Linked DNA regions of Mus musculus: regions 1, 2 and 3 are each linked to region 4. The links are chromatin contacts, called in public Hi-C and HiChIP or PLAC-seq maps. All regions are on one chromosome and are shown on one strand. Each heading gives the region's core, a stretch centred on a gene start, on an enhancer-like site or on the middle of the called end of the contact. The rest is flanking DNA. Distances are from core to core; before and after follow the strand shown.

Region 1 (3,519 bases), core at 472-2,971, 440 kb after region 4:
AGAGAGCAGTGACCCTGGGGACCTGGGATCTGACCATGGTGAGCTGAGTGAGGACCAATGGTAGTGGCGTATTGTGAGAAAAGTGTGCTGTGCTGGGGTCCAAGACCGCTGGCTGGCTGTGTGACCTGGGGGAGCCAGCATGCTGTCTCTGAGTGTCCCAGCCCACAGTGTGGTTGTCATTATTGCACGGCTCTTGTGGAGTTGCAGGGCTGTGTCTAGAAGACACGAGGAGCCCTGTCCATGGTTGGCACTGAAGAAATAGCAGCTGGGATTAAAACCAAGCAGCCGTCGTTCTTCCCTGGAGGCTGAAGAGACTGCTCGTGAGTGTGGGTTCCTGTGAAGTCCACCTGGGGTCAGTGGTGGAGGCGTCAGAGTTTCTGTCCATAGAAAGGAGGACAGAGAGAGACCACCACAGAGCTCTGGGCCCTTCACAGCTCTCCTTGGGGCAGGTCTCATTTTGGGAGGCAGTGGAAGGGATGAGAGTGCTCCTTGGAGGGAGGACGTGTTGGCAGCCATGAGATAATGCATCCATGTGTCCCAGGAAAGAAACCTTGTATGGAGACCATCATAGGAAAGGCAGTGTGGTGCCTCTCCACCCCACTGCTTCCTCGCTGGTATGGGGTGATCTTGCTCCAGTTCTCTCTGTCCAGGCGGAGCCCCACAGTGGGCTGTCAGAGCCCCCCAAGCAAGTGGGTACTGCAGCCTGCAAGAGGGTTTTGAAGAAGCAGATGGGCCAGCCTTCTCCAATCAGACCTGGTGAGGGTCACTCCAAGGGAGGTTTTATATTCCCCATCATCCATCTGTAACCAGATTCCCCAGCTTGCATTACTGTCTCCCCCTCTTCTCTTTCTCTCCCCCTCTCTCTTTGTGCTTTTTTCCCCCTTTTCTTTCTTTCTTTTTTTCTCCCTGCTAGGGCCCCTGAGTTTGGGTAGCGTCGAACCATGGGGCTTATGATGTCAAGAATTAGCACAGATTTGCCTAGTGATGGACTCTCACAAACACAAATTCTTTCCACTGGCCTCTTAGGAGATTGCGTTTGGTGAGTCATAAAATCTTGGGGTCTTTTAGCCCTTGGAATGCTACAATTCTTGGCTCAGCAGGGCCCAGAGTATATGTGCTAGCTCTTAGATGGTTTCTGGCCTTTCCTTGTTGCTTGCCTTCCCTTCCCTATGCCATACCCCCTTTTTCCAGCAGGGGGAGCCAGGCCCTCGAGGAACAGGGAGCCCCAGGTGCCTTTGCTCATCTGCTGTCACCTCAGTTTGGGTAGTGGGTAGGCTCAGGAGACTTGAGGGTCAGGTTTACCTAGAAGGTCCACCCAGCCCTAGTTTGGCCCACCAGGCCAGGTATTGAGCGAGCATGTCTGCGCTGTGGTGTTGGGGCGTTGGGGTCTCCACAGGGTGGTCCCGGCTGGGACGCAGGGCCCCTGTGAAGTATTAGGTTCCTGATTCTTCCCGGATCAGCTTTCCCGAAGCAGTCGTCCTGCTGTGAACTTAACTCAGCTGGACTCTGGGGCTTCGGGGGTCTTTTTGATTTTTCTGAAACCCTAACCCAGTCTGGGCACATTCCTGAGGGTTCGTCCTGCCTTCTCCACTGTCAGGGTCTTAGTTTGTGTCTGGGCTTTGGGCATCTTATCTGATATGAGGCTCCACCCTAAGCGCTGCTCAGTACACTCGGTGCAGATTGTTACAGGGTTGTGGGTGGGAGGCGGGAGGAGGCGGAGCAGGGGGCCCTCCGGGGCGGGCAGGAATCTCCCACTGTTCAGATGGGGAATTCTGACTCAGGGAGGCATGGTGGAGCCCTGGAATCCTCAATTCGACATGCAGTAGTGGGTAAGGTGCTTATCCTATGGGTGATTACAAGCACTTGCAAACACACGTTCAGTCAGCAGGCTGTAGGTGTTAGGATTGGCTGGGTTCCCCCCACCCCCCTTGAGAGCCATGTTCCTCACTAGCGAAGAGGGGGCAGGGAGATTTTGGCACTTGGCATAGGGTAATCTGTTCAGATATTAGTCCTTGAGGCTTCAATCGCCTGAGGCCAGCTTGCTGGGTGGGGGTCGGGGACTCTCTGAACCCACTTTGGCCCAAGTCCTTTCTTGAGGCCAACACCCCAACACTGGTTTCTCTGTGGGAAAAGCTGACTGGGGCCAAGCTCGCTCTCCAGCCAGTTTTGTGGTAACAGTCACTGGCTGGGAATCTGAGGCAAGGCTGGCTGGCTGGTGGTGTATGCCCATGTGTGGACATCATAGCTACAACCAGAAGCAGATGGGCTGAGGGTGTAGCTCAGTTGGTAGAGCGCTTGCTTCCCAAGCACAAAGACCCCGGCTTCCCGACCCTAGCACTGCAAAACCAGACGTGGTGGTGTGCGCCTGTAATCCCAGCCCTTGGGAGGTAGAGCGAGGAGGATCGGACGTTCAATAGTGGTCATCCCTGACTGCACAGTGAGTTTGGGGTCAGACTGGGATATATGAGACTCTTTCAAAATAAAAAGAGATGAATCAGGGAACACAAAGCCAAGCTCCTCTCTCCCAGGCTGCGGAAGTGGAGTCGGGTTTGTCCGTGTTGGAAAGTAAATGGCAGAGTCTGGGCTCTCTTGGAGTCCCGAGGGCTCTTCCAGGGGCTTGCTGGAAGCTCCTCTTTTGATTTGATGGCTGAAACTGACTCTTTTTTTTTTCTAGAACACTGGTTCTCAACCTGTGGGTCGTGACCACTTTGGGAGTTGAATGACTCCATTCTCAGGGGTTGTCTAAGTCCACTGGAAAACACAGATATTTACATCATGATTCATAACAATAGCCAAGTTACAGTTATAAAGTAGCAATGAAAACATTTTTATGAGCTAGGTGGTAGTGGCGCACCCCTTTAACCCCAGCACCTAGAAGGCAGAGGGAGGTGGATCTCTGTGAGTTCAAGGCCAGCCTGGTCTACAGAGTGAGTTCCAGAACAGCCAGGGCTACACAGAGAAACCCTGTCTCAAAAAGCCAAATCAAACCACAACAAATGGTTGGGGGTCACCACACCGTGAGGAATTGTGTTAAAGGGTTGCAGCATTGGGAAGGTTGAGAACCACTGCTCTATAATCTAATGGTAGTCCTACTAATCTCTGCTTGGTAGCCTCTGTGGCTGGACCTTAATTCCATGCCCTACACTCACACCAACTCATGCCCCACAACACCTCCAGATGTTTTTGCGCTGCACTGTTGAAGCTGCTACGTTTTGGAGTGACCTTTCTCTCAGCCTGTAGCCTCCCCCTGAAAGCCCACCCTGATAGCCCATCCCATCTGGTTTTCTCTTGCCTCATACGCCAGAGCTGGATTCCTTTGTTTTCTGCGCCTAAGTGACCATGTTCGGGTGGACCCTGGTGCGGGGAAGCCAAGGCTTGTGGCCCTTTCTGGAGCCGTGGCCCTGAACCAGTGTTTTACTTTGCGGGACCGAGGTGGACAAAGGGTTTTCCAGGCCTGCAGCACCCAGCCTAATGCTCCTGTTTTATAGATGAGAAGCTATGGCCCAGTGAGGAACAGTC
Region 2 (3,707 bases), core at 452-2,951, 260 kb before region 4:
TGGTGGCGCATACTTTTAACCCTAGCATTTGGGAGGCAGAGGCAGGTGGATCTCTGAGTTTGAAACCAGCCTGATCTACAGAGTGAATTCCAAGACAGCTAGAGATACATAGAGAAACCCTGTCTCGGAAAAACAAAAACAAAACAAAAACCAAAAAACAGGGCTGGTGAGATGGCTCAGCAAGTAAGAGTCTGAAGGTCCGGAGTTCAAATCCCAGCAACCACACAGTGACTCACAACCACCCGTAATGAGATCTGACGGCCTCTTCTGGGCAGGAGTGAGTGGGGTGGGCCGGAGAAAGCAGAGGTCCTAAATTCAATTCCCAACAACCACATGAAGGCTCACAACCATCTGTACAGCTACACTGTACTCATATACATAAAATAAGTAAATATTAAAAAAAAAACAAAGTAGAGGTGGAGACAGGTTTGTTTTTGCTTGATGGGAGCAGAAAGCCTTGTGGTTACAAAAGCAGGCCAGAGCAGGTTAGCAAAAATTCCTGTAAGTGCCTGAGGGTCAAGCTGACCTCAATGTCAGCCCAAGGTCAGGTCAGGATTTAGCAAAGATGTTTTTCTTGCTTCACTCTTATGGCCTCACAGGTGTTCTACATAGACTTACATGTAGGCAAAACAGCCATGCACATGAAGTAAATACACTAGTAATAATTTAAAACTTTGGTGGCCATCGTGGCACATATCTTTAACTCCAGCACTTAGTAGGCAGAAGTAGAGGCAGGCAGATCTCTGAGTTTAGGTCAGCCTGGTCTACATGGAGTATATGAGTACACTATAGCTGTACATATGGTTGTGAGCCTTCATGTGGTTGTTGGAAATTTAATTTTAGGACATCTGCTCGCTCTAGTCGGCCACCACTCACTCAGGCCCAAAGATTTATTTAATAAGTACATGGTCGCTGTCTTCAGACATACCAGAAGAGGGCCAGATCTCACTACAGGTGGTTGTGAGCCACCATTTGAACTCGGGACCTTCGGGAAAGCAGTCAGTGCTCTTACCCGCTGAGCCATCTCACCAGCTCCACAGTGAACCTTTATATTCTACTTTGTGACCTTAACCTTTGGGGCGGGATCTGCGCCATTCTGCATGATGCACACGCATGTTTAGTCATTTGAAGACTTCCCCACTGAGGCTGAGGACGGGAAGACAAGAAGGAAGTAAGACAGTGTATACACAGGGACACAATGATTTCCTAATGGCTAGCTTCAGGGTTTCACAAGTCACCCGAGCACCAGTAGTAGCCCCTAGAAGCCCACAGTTATAGCAGTCCTTCGCTAACCTAGGCCTTCTTGCCTTCCCTGTTCCTTTAAGACTAAAGGAGCCATCGGCTTGGCCCACCAGCTTCCCAGTCATCTTCAACCCCAACACGCCCTGGGAACACAACGCCTTTCAGAAGGCAGATAAATGGCCCTGGATTGGAACCGGGCGTGATTTAAGACGTGGGGGAAGCAGGTGGAGGTGAAAAAAATCTCGGGATCTACACATGGGCTGTCAAATGTCATGGCTCTTCATGGGACACGTGTTCAGAAAATCATGGAGTGGGCATGATTGGAGGGTAGAGCTACTTAGAGGGGAGTAGGAAAAGAAAACAGACAGGCTGAGGGGAGGAACCAAACTGGGAGCCTCACAAGAGGAGCGATGCACCGCCTCCGGCCCTAACCACGCCCACAGAGGGATCGGCGGTCACGTGGTGCCCAGTGGGTTGGCCTCCGGAGTGAAGATGGCGTCAGTGAGGAAGGCTTTCCCGCGGAGGCTGGTGGGCTTGACGTCCCTCCGGGCTGTAAGTGCTCCCCAGGCGGGTGACAGTCATGGGATCGGGCGGGCCTCCTCAGCTGCTGTGACAGGCGGAGGAGCGGGACCGCTCGAGGGACTGTTGCCGGGAGGATTTGAGAGTTCCGGACCCAGCCGGTCTGGCTCAGATCCATTGCAAGAAACGGGGAAACTGAGGCGGCGGGAAGAGAATCGACCCGCTGTGACTGTGGAGACCGGGGACACCATCCTGGGCGTCCTACCTCCCTTACGGTGACCCTGACTCCTTCCCCTATTTGAGCTTCGGATCTCTCCGGCCCTTCATTAGTGGAAAACAGTGTTCAGTGTGGGAAACACAAGCATCCCTGTCTGCCGCCTTACTCGGCCCTTGTTGCTTTTATGGACGCCTGGGGAGAACTTGGATCGCGTGGGCCGGACAGGGATTCCCTCAGAACTGTCCTTTGGGCATGTTTGGTCCTGGCATTCTGACCACGCGCAGTTATTTGAAGGAAGGGGGGGGGGGCAAAAAGAGCTGTGCTGGCTAAACCGCAAACTGGTGTCCGGGTGATCTGCCACTTTCTAGGCTGAGTGACAGAGGTGTGTACTCAGCTTGCTTATACGTAAAATGCAGAGTCTCAGGATGATTTAGTGAGTGACCAGTCAGTCGGTGGTGGTGCTTTGTGAGAGTTGGACTTAGGAGCGATCAGCGCCAGCGTCACTGCTACACCCTCAGCTCTGTGATGGCGCTGTTACGATTTTATGTTGGGGAGTTTAGGCATTGTATTAGCACTTGGAAAAACTACTTTCCTTGCAGCTCGTGGGTGCCTCTCAGAAAGCCCAGAAAGCCACTTCTGGCCGGGCATGGTGGCTCACGCCTTTAATCCCAGCACTCGGGAGGCAGAGGCAGGCGGATTTCTGAGTTCGAGGGGAGCCTGGTCTACAAAGCGAGTTCCAGGACAGCCAGGACTACACAGAGAAACCCTGTGTCGAAAGAAACAAAAACAAAAAAAAAACAAAAAAAAAAAAAAACAAAAACAAAAAAAATGGGAAAGAAAAAGAAAGCCACTTCTGCATCTTTAGTCTACCCACTTCCAATGATTGCTCAGGGATCAAATGAAAAGGCAAATATCAACGTGAAAAGTTAAGGAAATAAACCCGAGGGGGAGAGGGGGAGAGAATGAGAATTAAGTAACATGGTGGGTCATAATATCTATCTATCTATCTATCTATCTATCTAAGACAAAGTTTCTTTCTATATAACTTTGGTATTCACTACATAGACCAGGCTAGCTTCAAACTCAGAGCCTGCTATGACTCTGGGCTTACAGGCATGGACCACCATGCCCAGCTAGGGATAATTTTTACAAACTAGTGTGAGGAAATGATCCCTCATGAGTCTTATGGCACAAGATGGCACTTTTATTTCATTTGGTTTGGTTTGGTTGTTCCGTTTTTGGTTTGGTTTGGTTTTTAAAGGCAGGCTTACTCATCCTTGGCTGTCTGGACTCAATTAGTAGACCAGGCTGGCTTTGAACTCACAGAGATCTACTTGCCTCTGCCTCCCAAGTCCTGGGATTATTAAAGGGATTAAAGGCATGCACCACCAGGTGAGCTATCTGACTTGGGTCTGAGAACCCTACTCAGATCTTCTGTGGAGCCATCTCTTCGACCCTGGGCTTTTTAAAAATTTCTCACATATCTCAGGCTGACCTCAAGTTTGCTGTGTAGCAACTTGAAAGCAGCCATGAGCTTCTGATTCCCCCTGCTTCCATCTCCCAAGCGCTGGGCCTCAGGCCTCGGGCCGCGAGCCACCACACCTGGCTGGGTTGTTGTGTTTAGAGCTGTGTGCTGGAGGAAGTGGAACTAAGTTCACTGTGTTCCAGAAAAGGAAGTTGGAAGCAGGCTCTGCTTCAGTGTGTACTCACTGAGCCTCTGCTATGTCTC
Region 3 (3,559 bases), core at 922-3,421, 310 kb after region 4:
AACAAAACAGAAAACAAACAAACAAACAAAACCACCATAAAACAGAAGGATATTAAAAGACTATTTGAAACTTGGATCTGTAGGAAGTGCATTAATGTGTATCCCAAGTGACTGTTCTAATAACAAATGCCTTGTTGGGCCTTTATAGGGTGGCCCAGCACTGTGGCATTTTCTGATGCCAGTTGCAAAGAGCAAGGAAGTCAAGTCAGCTTTTGCTTTGGGAAGGAGTGGTGACTTACTACTGAGCCTAAGATACAAAGGACATAGCTTTCTAGTTCTTTGCAGAGCCCCTCTCCTTGTGACTGGAAAAATCTGCAATTCAAACTTGTTTGGCTTTAACTATGGGAGTTTATTTTCAACACAGAAGTCACTTCAACTCAGGATAGCTTCATAATTCTTGTAGAACACTCAGCTACTTGGATACATCTGACTCTAGAACAAATGTAATGGCTATGCTCTAAAGTTATATAGGATACTCTGGCTCTATGCTGGACAGGGCTTCATATTCTTCTAGGTGGGTGGAGAGCTTTCCATTCCTTTCTTAATAAAAAACATTTAGCTGATTTTCAATCATGCCCTGTCTTGTCTCTCATTTTTTCTTTGCATTTCATTCTGGTTTGCTACAGCTCAGCTCTTCCACTTGTGGCTCAACACAAAGCGTGAGCCACAACTTGGTACATGGTTGGTTATTGGAAGAGAAACTTAAAATGCAAGAGGTGGGAAGGCATTAGGGCTTTTGTTCTGTTTGAAGGGAGCATTAGGATGAGTAATGTGAGCATAGGGGAATGTGGATTCTAAGGTTCAGTAACAATATATGTATAGATCAACTATTTGGGGAAATAGAATTTTGGGTTGCTGACAGGGCAGAAATATTTGGAGAAGCTTCCATTTTGATAAAGAAGTTATTTTTAGTTTGTAGAAAAAGAGTGGTTTCATCATCATACTGGAATCTTGCAGTTATGTTTGTAACTCAAACTAATCGGCTTATGTGCCAGAGAAGTGTCAGGTGGCATGCTCGTTTCCTCCTGAGTTTGAGGACTGCTTGGCTTAACTCCTGCAGTGCTATGGCTGGGCTGCGGGGCATTGTTAGGGGGTGTCATGGATGACAAGGGTGAGCTGCTGCTGGTTTAGATGCTGGCCTGAGCAGAGAACACGCATGCTGTGCTCAGCTCCATTGTATTCACTTGGGCTACACTGGCTGCCATAGGTGCTGTGTATGGTGCGTAAAACCTGTGCATGCTAGGCATATTTTGGTAAAACTGTTTTAAAACCCAGTTTGCTTGACTCAGTTGCCCAGTCTCTTGGTTCTCACCCTAGATATTTTATTTCCCACAAGTGGTTTTTAATGGATTTTAAGTTCCCAGCTATCATTCATGTATCGCACTTCCATAAATATATGTGCCCAATGTAGGTGTTAGTGTTCTTGGTTATTTTTTTTCTTTAGTGTTTCTTATATTATTCATTGAAGAATATCTGGCTAAGTATTTAAACAATTTTAATTTTAAAATTTGGAAAAGACTGTTTAAATTACTAAGTCAGAAAAATGTAGTTTGTGGCTTAGTTTTGATTTAGGTACTTTGATCATTGTACAGGAGAATGTAGACTCAAGAAGATGTCATTTCAACTCTTTGAAGAAGCTAGAATGGTGAGGAGAAAGCAGTAGACTTAAGTAAAACAATGTCCTATAAACAGTTGACTGAATGAGGGCTGGTGGGAGGATATCTTCCTGCTGGGACATGTCTTGCCCTAATTTCTCCAGCTTTATACATAATAGAAGCTTATGAGTATGACTGTTTGAAGTCTTGGAGATTTTTCCTTCCTGGACTGGCCTTATTTTTTCTTAAAAGAGTAAAAATGAAGGCTGGGATTGTGGCTTAGTGGTAGAGCACTTGCCTAGCATGTGCACAGTCCTGCTCTCAGTGTCTGTCACAAAAGTGACAAAAACAACTAAACAAAACTATAATAAAATAACTTGCTCCTCATCTGTGCATGCACCATAGTAGGGCTGGCTCTTGTCAAGAGGGTGCAGGTGAGCCAGCCCTTAGGGCAAGAGTGAGGAAGAACTGCTTTCTCCCATCCCCCATCATGAGAGAAGGTGAGCTGTCCCTGTCCCTGGCCAGCTGCAGCACTTGGGAGAGTAGGCCAGGTGCCATGATTGGGCTGCACAGTGGAGCTGGCTCAGGAGTTGTGGGTGTGGGTAAGCAGCCCCAAGGGCATGAGAGCAGGAGAGCTGACCCTGTCTCCTGCCAGTGGCAGCATTGGGTGGCCTAGCTGGAGCAGTGCTGGAGAATTTGCCCTGGTGGCTTGGATAGGGGAGAGCTGGTACACTGACTAGTTCAGCTACCACCCAGGCCCAGATCTGTATCATCTGAGAATGATTGGGATGTGTGAAAGGGCCAGCCCTGCTGACCCAAAGCTGCAAGATCTCCATGACACAGGGCAACAACAATATAATCAGGAGGAGTCCTGGTGAACATCCAGTATTGATGGTGTCACGGAAGCCAGAGAACTTGAACCAGACCAATGACTCGTTTGCAAGTAAAGATGTGTAGACAGAGGGATACATTGTGGGACACACTCTAACATACTACAGCTTCCATGATATTTTCCTCTGTGTGTTTTGTGGGGGGAGGTTTGCAAGAGTGCCAGTGGATATGAGGGGTTGGGGAGGTGAGCAGAACTGGGGTGCATGATGTGAAACTCACAAAGAATCAATAAAAAGTTAAAACAAAAAATAGCTGGTGAAGCTGATAGTCGGGGGTGGAGGGTGGGGGTGGGGGATAAGAAAAGCTTGCAGTCACAGCTAGAGGGTTACTCTATTTGGGGAGGCCAGAGGGGTGGCAGCAGTGATAAATTTCTCTCTCCTAGGCCTGAGGAAACTGCAGTGAAAACCCTTCTTCAGTTGTTTACCTCCGGCTAACAATTTTTTTTCTTTTCCTTTTAAAAAGATTTATGTATATTTATTTTATATGAGTATAGGTAGCTGTCTTCAGACACACCAGAAGAGGTTAGGATCCCATTACAGATGGTTGTAAGCTACCATGTAGGTGCTGGGATTTGAACTCAGGACCTCTGGAAGAGCAGTCAGTGCTCTTAACCACTCCCGATAGGAAATTATTTAAAAGTTGAGCCTCAGCTTTTCTTCTTAATATATAAAATAGTTTTGGCAATCTTGTAATCTGAGAGGATTGTTTTGAGGACTGAGAGTGTGTATGAGTGTAGGTCATCTGAGCCATGAAGTACTGTGTAAGCATGGGCAGTAGGAGGTATATTATTTCTTTTGTTTTGTTTTCTGAAACAGAGTCTTGGTATGTTAGCCACGCAAGTTTTGAATTCTTGCCTCAATTTTCTGAATAGCTGAAAGGTATATTATTCAGAGAGTAAGAGTAGGGTTTGGAACAGGAAATAAACAAATAGGCACTTACAATACTGAATAAATCTAGGATCTGTCAAGAGACCTGGTTCTTACTGGATTCTTTGTTACTAAAGCTGTAAGAAATCCTAAGGGAAATGGAGCAGTTTGCCTAAGGGTCACAGCCAATGTTTAATTACAGAGCTG
Region 4 (3,402 bases), core at 90-2,589:
AAACACACACCCACACCCACACACCCACACACATTCATGCACACAGCAAATTTCTAAAACTGAAAATTTTAAAAAGGGGCTGGACAGATAGATGGCTTAGTGGCTAAAGAATGTTTGTTCTTGCAGATGACCCTGGTTCAATTCCCAACACCTACATGGTGGCTCACCATCATCTGTAACTCTAGTTCCAGGGGATCTGATGCTCTTTTCTGGCCTCCAAGAGCGCCCAATATTCATTCATAAAACCCCAGCAGAATAAAGATGATTATGAATGGGGTATGTGGAGTGAGGGATGGGGGGAGCAGCAGGTGACTAGTTTTAAACAGGGTGGTCAGGATAAGCCTTGTAGTAAAGTTTGAAATGTTTGAGCTAAACCTTGAAAAACAAAACCCCAAATCAAATAAACAAAAACCGAGGGAGGCAGACAGGGAGAAGCAAATTTGGAAGACTCAGCATTGGAGTCTGAAGGAACTGTTAGGGTCACTTAGCATCTGGTCTGGGGAAAGGGGACCAGACGCCAGGGGCCAGGTTGGGCGATGAAGGTGTCAAGAGGAAGCCTCTGAAAGAGCCCTGTGAGATGGACGAAGAAAATAAGGCTTTCAAGAAGAAGCAGAAAGAGTCCAAGGCAATGGGAAGGGCCCCTGGCTCACGGCTGGAATTAAGAAACCAGGCAAAACCAAACCACAACAAAAATACCTGCAAAACAACAACAACAACAACAACAACAAAATCCCGAGCTATTCTGTGTACCTGAGATAATAGTGAACCTCTCCCATTCTTACTTAAACTTATTCGGAGTTATGACATGATTCCTTTTAAAAACCAGAGGGGCAATTGATTCAATGGCACGTAGCTGGCTGATGGCGAAGATCTTATATGGCCTCGGTGGCACAGGCCTTGCCTTTAATCTCAGCACCGGTGAGGTAGAGGAAGACGACTGCTCTGAAGAACCTAGAGTTAAGGAGAAGAGAACAAGTGAACCAGGAGCCAGCCAGAACCAGGAGCCAGGCTCTGTGTCTGTGTGTGTGTGTGTGGTAGGCTTTGGAGGCGGGGCTAGGGAGGGAAGAGGATCGGGGACGGGGGCTGGGAGTCAAGAGCGGAGCCCCAGGAGAACTCTCCCCATCTGTAGGTCTTGGAGGCAGGGCAGAGTGGGGCCAACGCGAGGTTGGGGCGTGACCAGGGAGTTAGGGGCGCGGCTTGGATGTGGCCGGAGAGTGAGGGGGATGGGGGCGTGGTCAGGGAGTTACCAGCGAGTCGGGGCGTGGCCAGGGAGGTAGACAAGTGGTCTGGGGGCGTGGCCGGAGAGAGAAAGGCTGGCGGGCGGGGGCGTGGCGGAGTTAGTTAGGGGCGGGGCGGAGCAGGGAGTGAAGAGGCCTCGACTAGGACGCTGCGGGTGGTGAGACAGGCCCTGCGCAGAGCAGCTATACCAGCACTGTTAAGTGCAGCGTCCCCCGCGTTCCAGGCAGCTCCGGTGTTTTCGCCTCGTTCCCACCATGCCCGAGCAGCTCAGTGTCGCGGAGTTCCTGGCCGTCACCGCAGAGGACCTCAGTTCCCCAGCCGGAGCAGCTGCCTTCGCCGCCAAGATGCCCCGGTGCCGCGGGGCGGCGCTGGCACGGGAGGAGGTGAGGGGCCGAGGCGGGAGGGGACCTCAGGTCAACTTGGGGCCTGGCTTTGACCTTTGCAGGAATGCTTGGAGCTAGGATGGCTCTTCGCTGCGCTCCAGAAACCCGCCCCTCTTAGATCTGTGGGAACCGAGCTCATCTCAAACATCTGTGTCCCCAAGGTGGAGCCTGGGAAGAGAGGACCAGATGGGATCTCGGGGTCACCTCGATACAGACTCCACATGTTGGGGCACATCTCCCATATACTTTGGGCGACTTGCCCATTATATGTGTATTTGCTCAGCGGCTTACAGTTCTGTGTTTTCGTTTTAGAACCCCACAAATATGCAGCCCCTCAGGTCACTCCCTTTCTGAGAAGCAGGCTCAGTCCTGAACTTACCTCTCCCAGGCTGCAAGAGAGAGAGAGGAGGCCCCCTCCTCCTGGCTGCTGGTTCTGAGACTTGGCTTGCCTTGTGGAATGATTGTGAATGGGAAGGCGCCAGGAGCCGGGGTTCACCTTGGCTGCTGCGGGCCAAGTTTATAGGCTCCTCTCCCCTCCCCTCTCCTCTTTGTGTTTTCAGGCAAAGTGTCCCAGGCTCTTTCTTTCGCCCTTGTAGGCTGCCCCACCCCATTCCCAAGCTCACTGGAGTTCATTCCTCTTCTCTGGATTCGCTGCAGGTTTTCATCCCCTAGGAATACACTGGAGCAGAGAGCCTGTAGTCTGGGGCCAGACGGGGATAATATGAACCCAGCTCTCTTCTAGAGAATGCCCTGGGTTGAGGTGGCATTTTGGACTTCAGTGGTCAGTCTGGCCTTCTCTATAAGTTGTACCTACTGTGTGGCAGATACAAAGCTACCCAGAAATACCCTGAGCTGAGGTCTTAGGAAATCTCCCTTCCTCTTCTCCCCTGACTGGCTGGCTCTCTGTCTGGACTTTTTCCTCTTTGGTAAGGAAGGCAGACAATTATACAAAGACTGTCGGATTTCAAATGATGCATAGGTTCAGAGCCACCACGCCTCAGGACCCTTCAGCATCTTTAGGGATTTTATCCATCATCCTCTCCTCCAGGTTGTCCATTACAGTGTTGGATCAGAGGGGAGAGATCTGCTCTGGCTAAGTGTCCATGCATTTGACTGACCTTACCTGACTGTGTAAGCTCAGATTTGCCTCAGGTCAGGCCAGACAAAATCCAACTTTTTTCCTTTTTTCTTTTTCTTCTTTTTCTTTTTCTTCTTCTTTTTCTCTTTTCCTTTCTCTTTCTCTTTCTTTTTCTTTTTTCCTTTCTCCTTCTCTTCTTTTTCTTTTTCTTTTTCTCTTTTCCTTTCTCTTCTCTTTCTTTTCTTTTTCTTTTTTCCTTTCTCTTTCTTTTTCTCTTTCTCTTTCTTTTTCTTTTTCTTTTCCTTTTTCTTTTTCTCTTTCTTTCCCTTCAGATCCATGTGCTTGCAAGCTTTCACTTTTGCAACAGAAAGGCAGGAGATCCCCAAACTCAGCTTTCCCCCTCACCATTCCAGCGTCCCCCAAATGAAAAGTCTGACTTACGACTTAGAGATTTTGCTGGAGCTTTCTGGTTGGTTTCGTGGTCATGTCTCTCTGTTATTGTGCTGGGCTTACATGTAGTTTGATACTGGGATTTTTTTTTCCTCCCTCCAGTACTGGACATGACTAACCTAATACCAGGCTTGAAACCGCGGTTGCTTCCTGAATCAAGGCTCCTAGCTCTAACCAGTTTCCTGAAACTAACTAGAGACTCTGTTCTAGGATCTGCAGGACTTTTTTGTCCACCTTACTGGGAAGGACCCT

The links. Hi-C and Micro-C count contacts between places; a contact is called where the count stands out from the background. HiChIP or PLAC-seq counts read pairs in DNA pulled down with a chosen protein or histone mark.
Region 1: a contact with region 4 is called in an H3K4me3 HiChIP or PLAC-seq map of embryonic basal ganglia, with 2.8 times the contacts expected there. The contact joins the enhancer-like site here to the promoter of Asap3 in region 4. A contact is called at or near these places in 3 of 39 promoter capture datasets (cranial neural crest, frontonasal cranial neural crest and hippocampal neurons), 1 of 15 datasets of contacts at CTCF or cohesin (embryonic stem cells), 7 of 115 datasets of contacts at active chromatin or transcription factors (craniofacial prominence, embryonic basal ganglia, embryonic forebrain and 4 more) and 1 of 9 other capture datasets (embryonic stem cells).
Region 2: an H3K27ac HiChIP or PLAC-seq map of microglia shows a contact between it and region 4, with 4 times the contacts expected there. The contact joins the promoter of Hmgcl here to the promoter of Asap3 in region 4. A contact is called at or near these places in 4 of 39 promoter capture datasets (hippocampal neurons, neural stem cells, pre-B cells and 1 more), 1 of 15 datasets of contacts at CTCF or cohesin (large pre-B cells), 1 of 484 Hi-C or Micro-C datasets (double positive thymocytes), 7 of 115 datasets of contacts at active chromatin or transcription factors (bone marrow-derived macrophages, craniofacial prominence, fetal liver and 4 more) and 3 of 9 other capture datasets (adipose tissue, liver and pancreatic islet).
Region 3: a contact with region 4 is called in a Hi-C map of liver, with 3 times the contacts expected there. The contact joins the enhancer-like site here to the promoter of Asap3 in region 4. A contact is called at or near these places in 9 of 39 promoter capture datasets (the 3T3-L1 cell line, the C10 cell line, cranial neural crest and 5 more), 1 of 15 datasets of contacts at CTCF or cohesin (embryonic stem cells), 4 of 484 Hi-C or Micro-C datasets (the G1E-ER4 cell line, the N1E-115 cell line, liver and 1 more) and 1 of 9 other capture datasets (adipose tissue).

The regions. Positions count from the first base shown.
Region 1 is chr4:136,647,885-136,651,403 of GRCm38.p6, forward strand. Ephb2 (Eph receptor B2) reads right to left here. Exons shown (of 16, transcript NM_010142.4): 16 at 1-3,519. Among named protein-coding and RNA genes, the nearest start is that of Lactbl1, 27 kb to the left of the region's middle. Within about 2 kb of position 1,722, at least 55 of the 459 cell types and tissues checked have an H3K27ac peak or open chromatin away from gene starts, as enhancers often do. A contact at or near this core is called in hippocampal neurons, where this site is marked.
Region 2 is chr4:135,944,747-135,948,453 of GRCm38.p6, forward strand. It overlaps Hmgcl (3-hydroxy-3-methylglutaryl-Coenzyme A lyase), which reads left to right and starts at 1,702. Exons shown (of 9, transcript NM_008254.3): 1 at 1,702-1,794. The coding sequence starts at 1,735.
Region 3 is chr4:136,510,915-136,514,473 of GRCm38.p6, forward strand. The region is part of intron 1 of Luzp1 (leucine zipper protein 1); the gene reads left to right. Among named protein-coding and RNA genes, the nearest start is that of Luzp1, 43 kb to the left of the region's middle. Within about 2 kb of position 2,172, at least 36 of the 459 cell types and tissues checked have an H3K27ac peak or open chromatin away from gene starts, as enhancers often do. A contact at or near this core is called in liver, where this site is marked.
Region 4 is chr4:136,205,026-136,208,427 of GRCm38.p6, forward strand. It overlaps Asap3 (ArfGAP with SH3 domain, ankyrin repeat and PH domain 3), which reads left to right and starts at 1,340. Exons shown (of 25, transcript NM_001008232.2): 1 at 1,340-1,622. The coding sequence starts at 1,494.